Regions from separate parts of the Sus scrofa genome. Here region 1 is linked to region 2. Evidence: chromatin contacts called from public promoter capture Hi-C data. All regions are on one chromosome and are shown on one strand. Each heading gives the region's core, a stretch centred on a gene start, on an enhancer-like site or on the middle of the called end of the contact. The rest is flanking DNA. Distances are from core to core; before and after follow the strand shown. Region 1 holds the start of EGLN1 (egl nine homolog 1). Region 2 holds the start of TSNAX (translin associated factor X).

Region 1 (6,488 bases), core at 3,665-6,164, 55 kb before region 2:
CTAACAGGCAAACGTTTTCCTTCAGGGTGGTTTAGAAATTCTAACTGAATGGTCTTGCATTTTTCCATGATCTGCACCCCTCTGCTCTCATCTTCCTCTACCCCTAAGTAAAGGCGCCTCTGATTTCTTATGGCCCCCACAGTGCTACTCCTCACAAACCACAGACAGACCATGATTCCTTCCCCTTGGACATCACTGCAAGTCCTCTTGATGGAAGAAAGGGTGTGAGAAAAGATAAAGGATCAAAGGGTAGTTTAAGGGCAAAATCGGGGGGAATCCCCAAGCAGGACCAGAGAAAATGGACACTGGAGCTCAGTTACATCAGTGGCCACAATTATCATTCCTGTTTTTCTCCTGTTATCTTCATCCTCTCCTTGTAGTTCCTCTTTTAAAATAGATGGACAAACAGCAACCAGATAAGCATGCTGAAAGCAGAAACTTGGGAGAAATCAAAGCATACACTGAATGAGCCACAGCCAGTTATGTATCACCTGATTATCAGGCCCTGACATACAAAAAGCCCATACAGAACAGATCATGTAAATGAAGAACATCAAATCTTGGTCACGAAAAAATGAACTTAAGTCCTGGCAAGCTGCAGGATTTCCAACAAGTGAACTAACTGCCCTAAGGCTCACTTTTCTAACCTATAAACAGGGATAACACACCAACAAACCTAAATATTTTACAGAGTTGCTGTGAAAATCTACGTGAGAAAAATACCACACATGTGAGGCAAATAACCTTTTTTTTTTTTTTTTTTTTTTTTTTTGCTTTTTAGGGCAACACCCTTGGCATATGGAGGTGCCCAGGCTAGGGGTCTAATTGGAGCTGTAGCCGCTGACCTACACCACAGCCACAGCAACGCAGGATCTGAGCCGTGTCTGTGACCTACACCACAGCTCACAACAACTCCAGATCCTTAACCCATTGAGAAAGGTCAGGGATCGAACCTGAAACCTCATGGTTACTAGTTGAATTCGTTTCCACTGCACCACAACAGGAACTCCGCAAGTACCTTTTTAAATCACTATAATGTTGTCAAGGATAATAAAATCCTTCATCAAAGACCCTCTCTGCAATCATATACAGTACCTACATTCTGCCTCTCTTGAAGGTTAAGATGAAATAAGCATGATCCAGGCAGATAAATCTACCTGGCTTTCTGTCTCTATCTGAAATAAACATTGTATAGTCACCTAATAAAAAAATGTATATAGGAGATTCCGCTGTGGCACAATGGGATGGGTGGTGTCTCTGGAGCACAGGGACGCAGGTTCAATCTCTGCCCTGACACAGTGGGTTAAGGATTCGGTCCTTAACTGCAGCTCGGATATAATCCCTAGCCCGGGAACTCCATATTTCACTGGGCAGCCCAAGGAACAAACAAAAAAATTTATATAGCCCAAACATAAGCCACAATTATTCACACAGCAGGCTAATACTCTCCTTATCAACAAAATATGTACATCAAATTTTAGTTCCAACAGTGTAATTAAGTAATCTACATCTTCTCAGTTAATATCCTACCCATATTCAGCATAGTAGAAAAAGCCTGGGGCTTGATGAATGAATGACAAGTTTGAATGCCAGGGGGTAAGCAGTAGACCTTAGCCAAGTCAGAGCTGAAATATTCTCCAAATGTAAAATAAGAATAATACTACCAGCTTTGTAGAATTATGCCTGTATCCAGCCTAACCTGGTACTGGCACAGGACTGCTCCACATATATTGGCTGGTAGTTTGATTGCCGTCATCTTTATTTTGTTTTTAGGAATACTTAAAATTGCACAATCAAACGAGATTCCCAAAACCTCTCTCAGCACAGCAGTACAATGAAAGTGATTCCCTAAGACCATTCATAGATCCTGAAATTGTGTCCCTAAAATTAATGTAAGCCAGAGATCAAGTCTAAAGAGTGTAAAATCCCTCCTTCCTTCACATGAGGATATGTGTAGTCAGGTGCTTTAAAGCCTCCACGACCCTTCAGCCCCTGGCACTCCTGAGGAAGGGGGTGGCTATTTCCTCACAGCCCCCCCATGAGAAGGCACTATGGTAAGAACTAGGCTCACTGTTATCCCTCCCCTCCCTGAGAAGGACAGTTAAAAACAGGAAGCTAGGAGAGAAGAGGATTTAGCTTAACTTGGACAGCTAAATTAACTAAGGAAAGCAGATCAAGGAAGGTTTAAGACATCTTCATGACTTCACCTTAAGCTTGTGCCCCAACTATACACAGACTTTAGTCAGTTTGGTACAGCTATATTAATATTCCTTCATGCCACTTCTTTTCCTGCTCTAGGGTTCAGGAGTATGTTCACATCTGATCCATGATGAATTAAGGAAATATTTATAGACACAAACGAAAATTTCATTAAAACCCAAAGTTGATCATTAACCAGCCCCTTTTCTCCTCCTAGCTTAATGGTAAGCAAGGATTTGATTTTTTTTTTCTTTTTTTGCGACTATGATATTAAGACATGTGCCTTCATCCAGCCACAATGCGTAAAAAACCAAACTAGACTGTCCATTGTATCTTCCCCACAAAATGTTCACATTTAGAACTTTCCTCATTTCCCGTGCCTTTTGAGCAGTCTGAGAGTCCCACTTAATGAATGACAGTCACAACAGACGGTCTGACACACACAAAAGTACTGGGAAGAGTCAGTGTATGGGTACAAACATGCACGCGTGATGAGCTTCTTAAACCATCTCAAACTCACAAAATCAGAGAGAGATCGATGGTGGAGGAGGGTGGAGCAGGGTGGGCGGGAGTGGAGCTGGATACAAAGAAAAGATTAAGATCTGGGGAGTAAAATGGGAAAGAACCACAAGAAGGTATAAAGAAGGAAAAAGTCTATCATTTACCCTACTGAGGAGAGAAAATCAGAGTAGGGAGGATTAAAGACTCTGTGAGGGAAAAACTGCAAGAGTAAAGAGAAAACAAAGAGATTTCACCAAATTGAGACGTTGGAGTGAGCCTTCCCTCCTGCTACAATTCCGAGGATTTTTTTTTTCCAGGAAGCCACAAAACAGTTCTTTTTCAACAGAAGAATTACACGAACAAAAGCAAATAGAGGAAACCTATGCTAAAAATGTAACCTACCTACACCGAGAGGTCTGAAAACGGAAATACTTCTCCCCCCCCGCCCCCGTTTTGTAGTGGGTTTCAAAACAGTAGGGACCCGGAGAAGGACGAGAGCTATGGGAGGGGAAGGGGGGGAGCGGCCAAGCTCTTCCTGAATCCGACGAGGACACATGCCTAAATGCTTCTTTCAAATACACTTTCTTGTGGTCAACTGGCGGGTTCTAAACCAAACACGACATTGCACTGTGTAAGGTAGAGTCTGATGAGTGGTTCAAATCCCACAGGGAATTTAAGAGCCGCTGCAAACCCACTGCTGACGCAGAACCAGCCCTTGGCTTTGGGGAGGTATTACTCTAATAGCCCCAACGAGCAGCTGCAACTCCAGTGAGGCTAGAATCCACTAAGAGTTCAATGAAAGAGAGTGAAAAGCAAAGTGCAAAGGGGGCCCCAAAGTGTAGCCAGAAGGCCATGTAATTAGACGGAGAAGTTGGTGAACGAGGGGAGGTAGGTGATACCCGCTTTCTCTCCCGGGTCTGCACCAGGACGAACCACCGCGCCTCATTCCACACGCCCCGCCTCGCGGGCGGGGGCGTCCAGCGCCCACCCCAGCATCACTTACTTTCGTCCGGCCATTGATTTTGTAGTTGCCCAGTTTGCCGTTACAGTGGCGGATCAGGTCGTCCATGCTGCTCATGAGCAGCCCGATGGTTTCGCAGCCGGGCTCCTTGCCCTCGATCCAGGTGATCTTATCGCCGCGGATGTCCTTGGACGAGTCGCTCTTCTGGCTGACCAGCTGCCCGTCCGTGAACTTGCCGGTGTCGTGCAGGGCGCGCACCTCGTCGCCGATCTGCTGCCCCGTCTCCTTGCCCAGGAAGTCATCCACCACGCAGATGCCGTGCTTGTTCATGCACGGCACGATGTACTCCAGCGCCAGCTTCAGCGCCGGCAGCGGCTTCGTCTGCCCGTTGGGCCGCAGGCCGCCGCCGTGGCTCAGTCCCTCGCCCGGCGTGTTGCTCGGCGGGTACAGGTTCGCCTTCTCCTGGTACAGTGATGAGCGAGCCGGCGGCTCCTCCTTCGCGGGCTCCGCCTCGGCCGCCGCCGCCGCCGCCGCCGGGCCCGCGCCGCCGGGCGCCGCGCGGGGCGGGGACGCGGCCGCCGCGGGGTCTGCAGCGGGCTTGGCCTTCGCCTTCGCCTTGGCCGCGTCTCCCGCGGCCCGCGGGCCCGCGGCCTCCACGGCAGCGACTCTGTCCCGGCGCGGCACCGCCTTCCTGAGCAGCGGCGCGGGGCCGGGCTGCGGCTGCTGGCCCGCTCCAGGGGCGGGGGCGCCCTCGCCGCCCTGGCACACCAGCTTGTGCTTCTTCCAGTCCTGGCGCTGGTGCTCCTTGCTGCAGTAGAAGGAGCTGCGGCAGCGGCCACAGCGCAGCAGGTTCTCCATCTTCCCGCACAGCTCGCAGTATTGCCGGTCTCGCTCGCTCGGGCTCGGCCCGCCCGGCCCGCCGCTGTCATTGGCCATGGCGGCGGCGGCGGCGGCGGCGGCCGAGCAGGAGGGGTGGCGGCCTCGCCTGGGTCCGGGTAGCGGGAGGAGCGGCAAGGGCCGTCACTGCGCCATGCACCCGCCGCCCCTCGCCTCTTGAGGCCGGCGCCCCTCGGCCCGGCCGCTTCCTCGTCCTCTGGTCCCGCCGCGCAGCGCGGGCGGCCACCTCAGCGCCTCATCGCCGTCGCGGGCTGAGGGAGCGCGGCCTGCGTCGCGGGCGCGCGAGACAGGCCGCCTTGGCCGCCGCCTCAGCCTCCCCGGCGGCCCGGCCCGGCCCGCGGAGCAGCGCAGGGCGTGCGGGCGCCACTCGCTCTGCGCGCTCTGCACGTACACCACGGCCCCGCGGCGACCCGGCGGGCGGGCGGCGCGCTAGGGCGGGGGGCGGGGCAGGGCCAGGGGAGGGCCGAGGGGGCGGCCGCCGCGCGCTCGCGCTCGGGCACGGGCGGCGCCGAGCCGCTTTTAGCTCTCCCGCACTCGGCGCGCTGGGCCTCGGAGCGGGTCCGCGTCCCGGCGTCCTCCCAGCCTCTTGCCGGCCCCGCCCGGGGCGGGCCCGGGACGCTGCCGCTCCTCCCTGCGCGGAGACGCCGAGGGGCCGGCCCGCGAGCGACGGAAGGGTGGGGGCCCGCGACCCGGGCGGTGCCTACACCTGCCGGGGCGAGCGCAGCCGCGAGGTCGGTGCCGAGCGGGGCGGCCTGAACATGGCTGCTGTTTGTTTGGGACCCGCCGGGCGTATTCCAGGCGCGCACACTGGACTGCAAGGTGGCTCTGGCTGCTGTCGTCTTGCCCAGGAGGAAACGGAAATTCAAAGAAGTAAAGTAACTTGTCCAAGGTCACGCAGAACTGGAATTGACTCCAGGAATCGGACTGTCAGATTCCAAGGCTGTTTTTTCCATAACTCTAATACAGCCTCTATTTCAAGAAGCCCTGAAATGGTTAAAAACAAAAACAAGGGTTGCAGCGGTGTGGATCCAAGCCCCTGTGCCCCAAGCCCCTGTGCCCCGTTTGAGCCAGTTAAGGGATGGAAATGTGATTTTTTTTAGAAACCATTTTTAAATCCTGTGAAATCTTGCCGAGTTTAAAACCTTATGAGAAAAATGTTTGGCTACCTAGTCAAATAGGGTAATCAGTGCTCATTTCAGTGTCCACACTGAGGCACTTAAGTTCAGACTTCTGGCACCATCCCTCAGGAGCGGATTTGGGTGGCAAATGAGCATGACTATGTTAACCACTTGTAATTTTAAAGCCAAATCTCTTAATAGAATTTGTGCTATACTGATGAATAAAGTTCTTTACAGCACATAAAAACCCTACCAGAAATAAGCCAAGGGTGTTTCTTTATGCCTGCCATTTATTTTAAAAATAGAAAGGACTGTGATTTAGATTTTCACATCTTTATTGAGCACCTGCTAACCCGGGAAATGTTCTGCTGGCTTGTTTATCATCTGCACAGACTGCAGTTAATTCAACAGCCCTTGTGATGAAGGCCTTCCAGGTTAAGAGAACACAAGAGCCGAAATGTGTCAGGTTAAAGGCAGAAGAATACAGGGCATTATAAACCACTTTGAAGAATATCTTTTTTAAAAAACTATCCTGAATCCAAAAAAAAACTGTTCTTCAACTACACAGAACTTAAAACTGTCATTAAATTCTGCTCTATAAATAAATAGTATCCTGGGGGATCCAATCTGATGAAAGGACAGTAATTCCAATTAGCTTGGCCTTTGGAACACAGAGGTATTATGTTCCCAGCTTCAAATTTCAAGCTAAAACCCAACAATCTGTAAAGAATCAAGACCTGGATCTGGAGTTCCCATCATGGCTCAGTGGTCAATGAATTTGACTAGCATCCATGAGGACACAGGTTCGATCC
Region 2 (6,438 bases), core at 2,336-4,835:
AACTTATTTACAAAATAGAAACAAATTGACACATTTCAAAACAAATCTTAGTTACCATAGGTAGAACAGTTGGAGGGAGGGAAGAACTGAGAGGGTGGGAATAACATATACACACTACTGCATAAAACTGATGATTAACTGATGATTGACGAGAACCTACTGTCTAGCACAGTAAAATCTACTCGTTTGTAATAACCTATATGGGAAAAAAGAATGGATATATTTATATGTATGACTGATTCAATCTGCTGTACAACTGAAACTAATGCAATGTTGTAAATGATCTACAGACAGGGATAATATAGTTGTGTATCATTTATGTATTCATTCAACAAACATGCGTTGAATGTGTATGATGTGGCAGATGCCATGTGACAGCACGTTTGTACAGTGAAGGGAATGATGCTGTGGAATATAAAAGAGAAGAGGTGTGCATAGGAGAGAAAGGGGAGAATTACTGGTGTACAGGGAAGGGGGAATACCTCATATATTTGCATGCTGCCTGGGTCACCTCCTTCAGATCTATGGCCACATGTCCCCTTCCCAGTCTGATCTTTTCTGACCATCTCATCTCAGTTGCAACTCTTACCCCCACTTCAGGAAACCCCATCCCTCATCTCCTTCTCTTTCCTTCACTTTATTCTTCTTTATCGAAACGATCACTTATTCTAAATGCCAAATGCTTTATTTATTTAGTTAGTTCTTTTTCTGTCCCCTCTCACTAGAGAATAAACTTCCTAACATCTGGAATGACGGATCCTTAGAACAGCACCTATTATCTGGTAGGTGCTCAATAAATATGAAAATGGTGGTGTCCTTTAAGGCACAAGTCATATTGCCAGGTGTAAACTATGCACAGAAATATTTGTTGAAGATGATCTAATCTGTAAAGGAAAAGCACTTAAAATTTTTTAAAAAGTTTATTCCCCCTGAAATGGATGAACTTATAATTTCTTCTCTGACTTGATTTATATGCTTTTTAAAATAACAAAAACCAATTTTGATATGTGATTTTTTTTTTCCCTGTAAAGAAGACAAATGTGGGGATTTATAAACTTACTACAAACAGGTGTTCTTAAGAGGCATAGAGCTTTATTCAGAGTCAAGTGTGGGCAATTAGAATGCAAATCTGAAAATCTTTACTTGCCTCTCCCTGACTCTGGGTGGTAATTTTCTCTTAAAAAAAAAAAAAAAAAAAAAAGACGAACAAAAATATGTTTCACCAAACACCAAAACCTATGCGTGTGTATTTGTAGCAGTAAAACAAAGAGATGGGGTGGAGATGCCTTTGCCAGTTGCCACACAAGTGCGAAGGCATTTCTGACAAAGAGTAGCCACAGTTGGGACACCTCGGGTAACTGCATATGCAAATTAGCGCTGGGAAAATATTCCTGAGATTCACCTCCCATGAAGTCCTTTGAGAAGTCATTACACGTTGGGAAACCTCCTAATCCTTAACATTTATGGGAAACAGAGCGAAGCACTTCAAGTAACAAAGCTGGGGCTGAACAGCTGAACAGGGGTGGTGGCTGGAAAAAAGAAGTATGACTGATTCAGGTTTGGGAAAGTTGAGGTCTTCAGAGCTGCTCTATCTAGAGTATTTTTATACTGTTTTCCCAGACACTGCTGAAGCAAGCATTGACTCTAAAAATATTCATAACCTACTGGCATCCTTGGATGTAGAAGGAGTCACATTAAAATGATTACAATTATGTCAAACTTGTCTCTTTTTTTTTTTTTCCCCCTTGGTCATCTCTAATCAAATATTAGGGGGCATAACATCAGTAGGCTCAGACCTCACAGAAACTCAGAATTATATTCCCAACATCGGCAAAGCAAAAGTTTAGCCCATTTCACGCACAAGGAACTCAGCTAATCAACACAAGTATTCAAAGAGCTGCAAACATGTGATGGGTGGTGCCTGGCAGGCTTCTTGCTTCCCAGTTGGAAGAGGCCCTCAACATCACCCAGAGCAGGGAGTTTCCATTGTGGCTCAGTGGTAATGAACTGACCAGTATCCATGAGGACATGGATTTGATCTCTGGCCTTGCTCAGTGGGTTAAGGACCCCGCGTTGCAGAGAGCTTCGGTGTAGGTCACAGAGGTGGCTTGGATTTGGCATTGCTGTGGCTGTGGTGTAGGCCGGCAGTTGTAACTCTGACTCAACCCCTACCTGGGAACCTCCATATGCCGTGGGTGTGGTCCTAAAAAGACCAAAAAAAAAAAAAATTACCTAGAGCAGAAAATTTTCCTATGACACAGGACTGTCAAGAGCTTGAATTTACTGCCATATGCTATCCAAATGGTTTCATTTACTGTTTTTTTTTCCCCTAAATTAAGGAGGAAAGACTGTATGTACAACACAGGACATTACGGGGGTTATTTGGGGAAAATGTAGTAAAAAAGTACTTGTGGTTTCCCTGCAAGCCCTGGGCCACACAACTAGTCAAGCCTCAGCCTGAGATTTTATCTAAAGAATGCTGGATTGCCACTCATTTGCCCATCTGGAAGATGGGAACGTCTGTTCACCGACAGTTAACGAGGCTTACAAGGGTGCTGTGCTAAGAACCTGTTGCGGTGGGCTGGACACAAAGTCTATAAAGACAGGGCAGTACCTGCCTACAATGAAATGCTCACAAGTTAGTGGAGCACACCTGCTATTATCATCACTGACCTCTCTCTTTTTGGAGAGCGATGGTGAGAGAAGGGTATCAAAATTTATATTTAGCGGAGTCTTCTGCGCCTCAATGGTAACTTATTTACTGGTCAAAGATCTTCCTAGGTGGGTCCTGCTTTCTCTCTTTTACAGATGAAACTAAGCTAGGGATGAAGTGCTTCCCCGAGGTCACACAACCACTCAGTGGCGGAGACCACCGTGAACGCGAGCTGTCTGGCTCCACGGTTCCCATAGAGGAGAAAGGCGGGAGGAGGCAGGAGGACGACGAGAATGGGAGAATGGGAGAGGGGCGAGGGGAGGAGTACACAGGGGCCCGTTTCCCTTCGTTAGAGAAAATGCCAGCAACGCCATCCACTTGTTGATTTGCACATTTCCATCACTTTAGCTGCCGGCGTCACTGCTAGGAATGGAAAACTGAAAGACTCCCCAACTCTTTAAGGTTTGGTTTGCTTCCCGAGAGGACATAGCCACAGGTGATGCGAATTGATGCCTTCTCTGTTCCCGGCGCCAGCCAGGCCGTCTGCGGCAACGAACTACAACCCCACCATGCACCGCGCGGTTCCGAGGGCCACGCCAAGGGAACAAGAGGGTGACCCAAAGGTGCCTTGAGGGGAAAAAAAAAAAAAAAATCACCTACATTTTCCTGGCTTTCCCACCTTCACGTTGACCTCACTCCCAGCACGGTCCGCCATATTTTTAAGTGAGCAGCTCATACAGAGAAGTGTGCCGAGTCTCTTCTGTCTTCAGGCATGACAGAGGGCAGGCTCGATGCCTGCGCGCGGGTGCGAGGTCCCCAGGCCAGGCGCGGGGCGGAGTCAGCAGCGGCTGGGCGGGGACGCAGACCGGAAATATGCGAGGGCAAGGGAGAAGCTTGAGTGGCTGCGGGCGCGCGCTTCCGGCCGGGGCGTCGACGTTGGCCGGCTGCGCAGGGCGCCGCTGCGGGCTCTTCGGCCACCACTTTACGCGTTCCGCTCGCCTCCAGGTTGCCAGTCTCGTCTCTTCTCGCCGTAGGCCGTGACGACATGAGCGGCAAAGAAGGTGGCGTCCTCGACAATTTGGGGCGTTATTTCTGTGTTTAGTCCAGGCTTCTGGTCACATTTCCCACTTCTCACCCTTGCGGGATGCCCTCTCACCCTGAAGGCTCGGGGCGGGGGTGCTGCCCTAGTGATTTTTGCGGCCACAGTGGCCTGTTTATGCCTCGTGTTTTCTTAAATTCTCGAGCCGTTTTTCATCTTAGTTCGATAGTTGCTCTGTAAGGAAGCCGTTAGTGGAGGCCCGGATGGTGAGCCTAAGGTTTGGGAGGACAAGGCAGGGTCCTTCTGCTGAGAAAGCCTCTCTGTGGATACCGGTTGTAGAGAAAGGAACGCGTTTGCCCGCTGTAAATTTTTGTCAGCTCTTGGTAATGGAAGAGCCCCGTCCAACCTTTTTTTCCTTCTCTATGTAAGGTTCAGGAGGGTTCAGGAAAAGGAAGCATGACAATTTCCCACATAACCAAAGAAGAGAAGGGAAGGATCTTAATTCATCTTCACCTGTGATGTTGGCCTTCAAATGTAAGTTCTCTGTCATGCAAGCTGGCGAAGGGAAGAGAACTAAAGAGCTTGTCACGAGGGTTACTTAGCCATGTCCTACACGTGAAAACAGCCGCCAGGAATTTTCCTGGAGGTGTTGGCGATGGTGCTAGGTCTGCCATGAAAGTTGAGATTACAAAAGTGTTGACTTTTTTTTTCCGCATTGCAGTTTCACAAGTAAACATTAGTTTACTAACATCAGACGTGCTACATAACGAAAAATTACTGAGTGATATGTAAATATATGTGTCAAGGGTGTGTGTATACATATATCTATTATGTATATATTTATGTTGGGTGTGTGTATATGTACCAACTGTATATGTGTATATCAGCGATGTGTGCATATACATCAGCTGTATGTGTACATATATTTAATTAATTTTAACGTGTTGGTTTTGTTTCCTTAGCTAGACTTTTGAAGACAGGGACTGGTTTTTTTTTTTGTTTTTTTGGTTTTTTTTGTCTTTTTGCCTTTTCTGGGGCCGCTCCCATGGCACATGGAGGTTCCCAGGCTAGGGGTCTAATCAGAGCTGTAGCTGCCGGCCTCCGCCACAGCCACAGCCACAGCAACGCGGGATCCAAGCCGCGTCTGCAACCTACATCACAGCTCACGGCAACGTCGGATCGTTAACCCCCTGAGCAAGGCCAGGGATCGAATCCGTAGCCTCATGTTTCCTAGTCGGATTCGTTAACCATTGAGCCACGACAGGAACTCCCAGGGACTGTATTTTATCTTTTCACAGAGTATGAATGCATTTCTATTAGTAAATCAAACGTGTATGTATTCACAGTTGCCCTTGTCTCAGCATGTTAACTTGGTCAAGTTGTTACTCATTTCAAAGAGAAACATAAAACAAAGTCCTCCCTCCTCTCTTCTGTCCAGCATCCTATCCTTATAGTTTTTGTGGTTTTGGAATCCATGAGGGGCTTAGTTAGCTGTTGGTTCTGACTTGCAGTCATGTGCAGGCTATGCTTGGGCTGGAGGATCCACAGCTATTGACAAATTAGGCTTTCTGCCAAGAACCAGCTCCAGGTTCCTCTACATGGACCCTCGGTAGAACTGCTTGAATGTCCTCAAGCGTGGCATCTGGCTTCCCCTAGACTGAGAGATGGGAGGAGATCACCCTTCTCTTATGTCCTAATCTAGGACATCATACTTTCTCACTTTTGCTACATTCTATTTGTTAGAAATGAGCAGTTTAAAAACTCCGCCTCATATTTAAGTGGAAGGGAATTAGCTTCCATTTTTTGGAGGGAGGTATCTCATGATTTGTGGACATAAATTTCTTTTTTTTTTCCTTTTCTTTTTTTATGCTTTTTAGGGCTGCATGTGCAGCATATGGAAGTTCCCGTGCTAGGAGTCAAATCGGAGCTATAGCTGCTGGTCTGCACCACAGCAACGCCAGATTCGAGCCGCATCTGCCACCTACTCTGCACCTCACGGCAACATCTGATCCTTAACCCACTGAGTAAGGCCAGGGATTGAACTTGTATGCTCATGGATAGCATTGGGTTTGTTTCCACTGAGCCACAATGGGAACTACAATTTGTGGATATGTTTTAAAACCACCACAGCACCTAGTGATCTTCAGGGATGTGAGACAACTAGTTATAATTGAGTAGAGAGCATACTGATAGTGTTATATACTCCGTGGAAACACTATATTGGGTCAAGTATTCACCGTTATACTCTCACACATTCTACATGGAGCTGCTTGTTTCTACACATATTTTGCTGTTTTATGTTTCTACTTGTCTAGTGCACATAGTTCTTTAAGCTTGGAATTGTTTCTAACTTGATGACCCTGTTGAATGTCTGGTATGCCATAGTTTTCTTCAAGACCCAGCTCAAGCAGCTTCTTCCTTTGAAGCCTTTTCTGATTTACCTCTCAAACAAACTTGGTGACAAACATTGCATTCATTGAACATCTGTCTATTCAGTTGGGAAATTTTGAGTGTCTGTATTCTAGCATGTGTTGGTAGTGAACAGGAAAATTGTAGTTCCTACTTTGCTGAACCATACGTGTACATTTACATATATATACCCACACATATAAACATACGTATATATATAATAGCATGATCACATTTAATTATTCCTTTATATCTGTGTCTCATTCTGGACTGAACTCCTTAAGGATTTGAAACTGCTTTATTTAACTTTGAAGTCATAGTATCTAATTTACAGTTG

Evidence for each region. Promoter capture Hi-C pulls out the DNA fragments that hold promoters and counts their contacts.
Region 1: a contact with region 2 is called in a promoter capture Hi-C map of liver, with 2.6 times the contacts expected there. The contact joins the promoter of EGLN1 here to the promoter of TSNAX in region 2. A contact is called at or near these places in 1 of 5 promoter capture datasets (liver), 14 of 47 Hi-C or Micro-C datasets (alveolar macrophages, blood, embryonic fibroblasts and 8 more) and 2 of 2 datasets of contacts at active chromatin or transcription factors (alveolar macrophages and skeletal muscle).

The regions. Positions count from the first base shown.
Region 1 is chr14:59,111,953-59,118,440 of Sscrofa11.1, reverse strand. It overlaps EGLN1 (egl nine homolog 1), which reads right to left and starts at 4,914. Exons shown (of 4, transcript XM_021073581.1): 1 at 3,704-4,914. The coding sequence starts at 4,597.
Region 2 is chr14:59,055,447-59,061,884 of Sscrofa11.1, reverse strand. TSNAX (translin associated factor X) reads left to right here and starts at 3,585. Exons shown (of 6, transcript NM_001243607.2): 1 at 3,585-3,714; 2 at 4,122-4,226. The coding sequence starts at 3,699.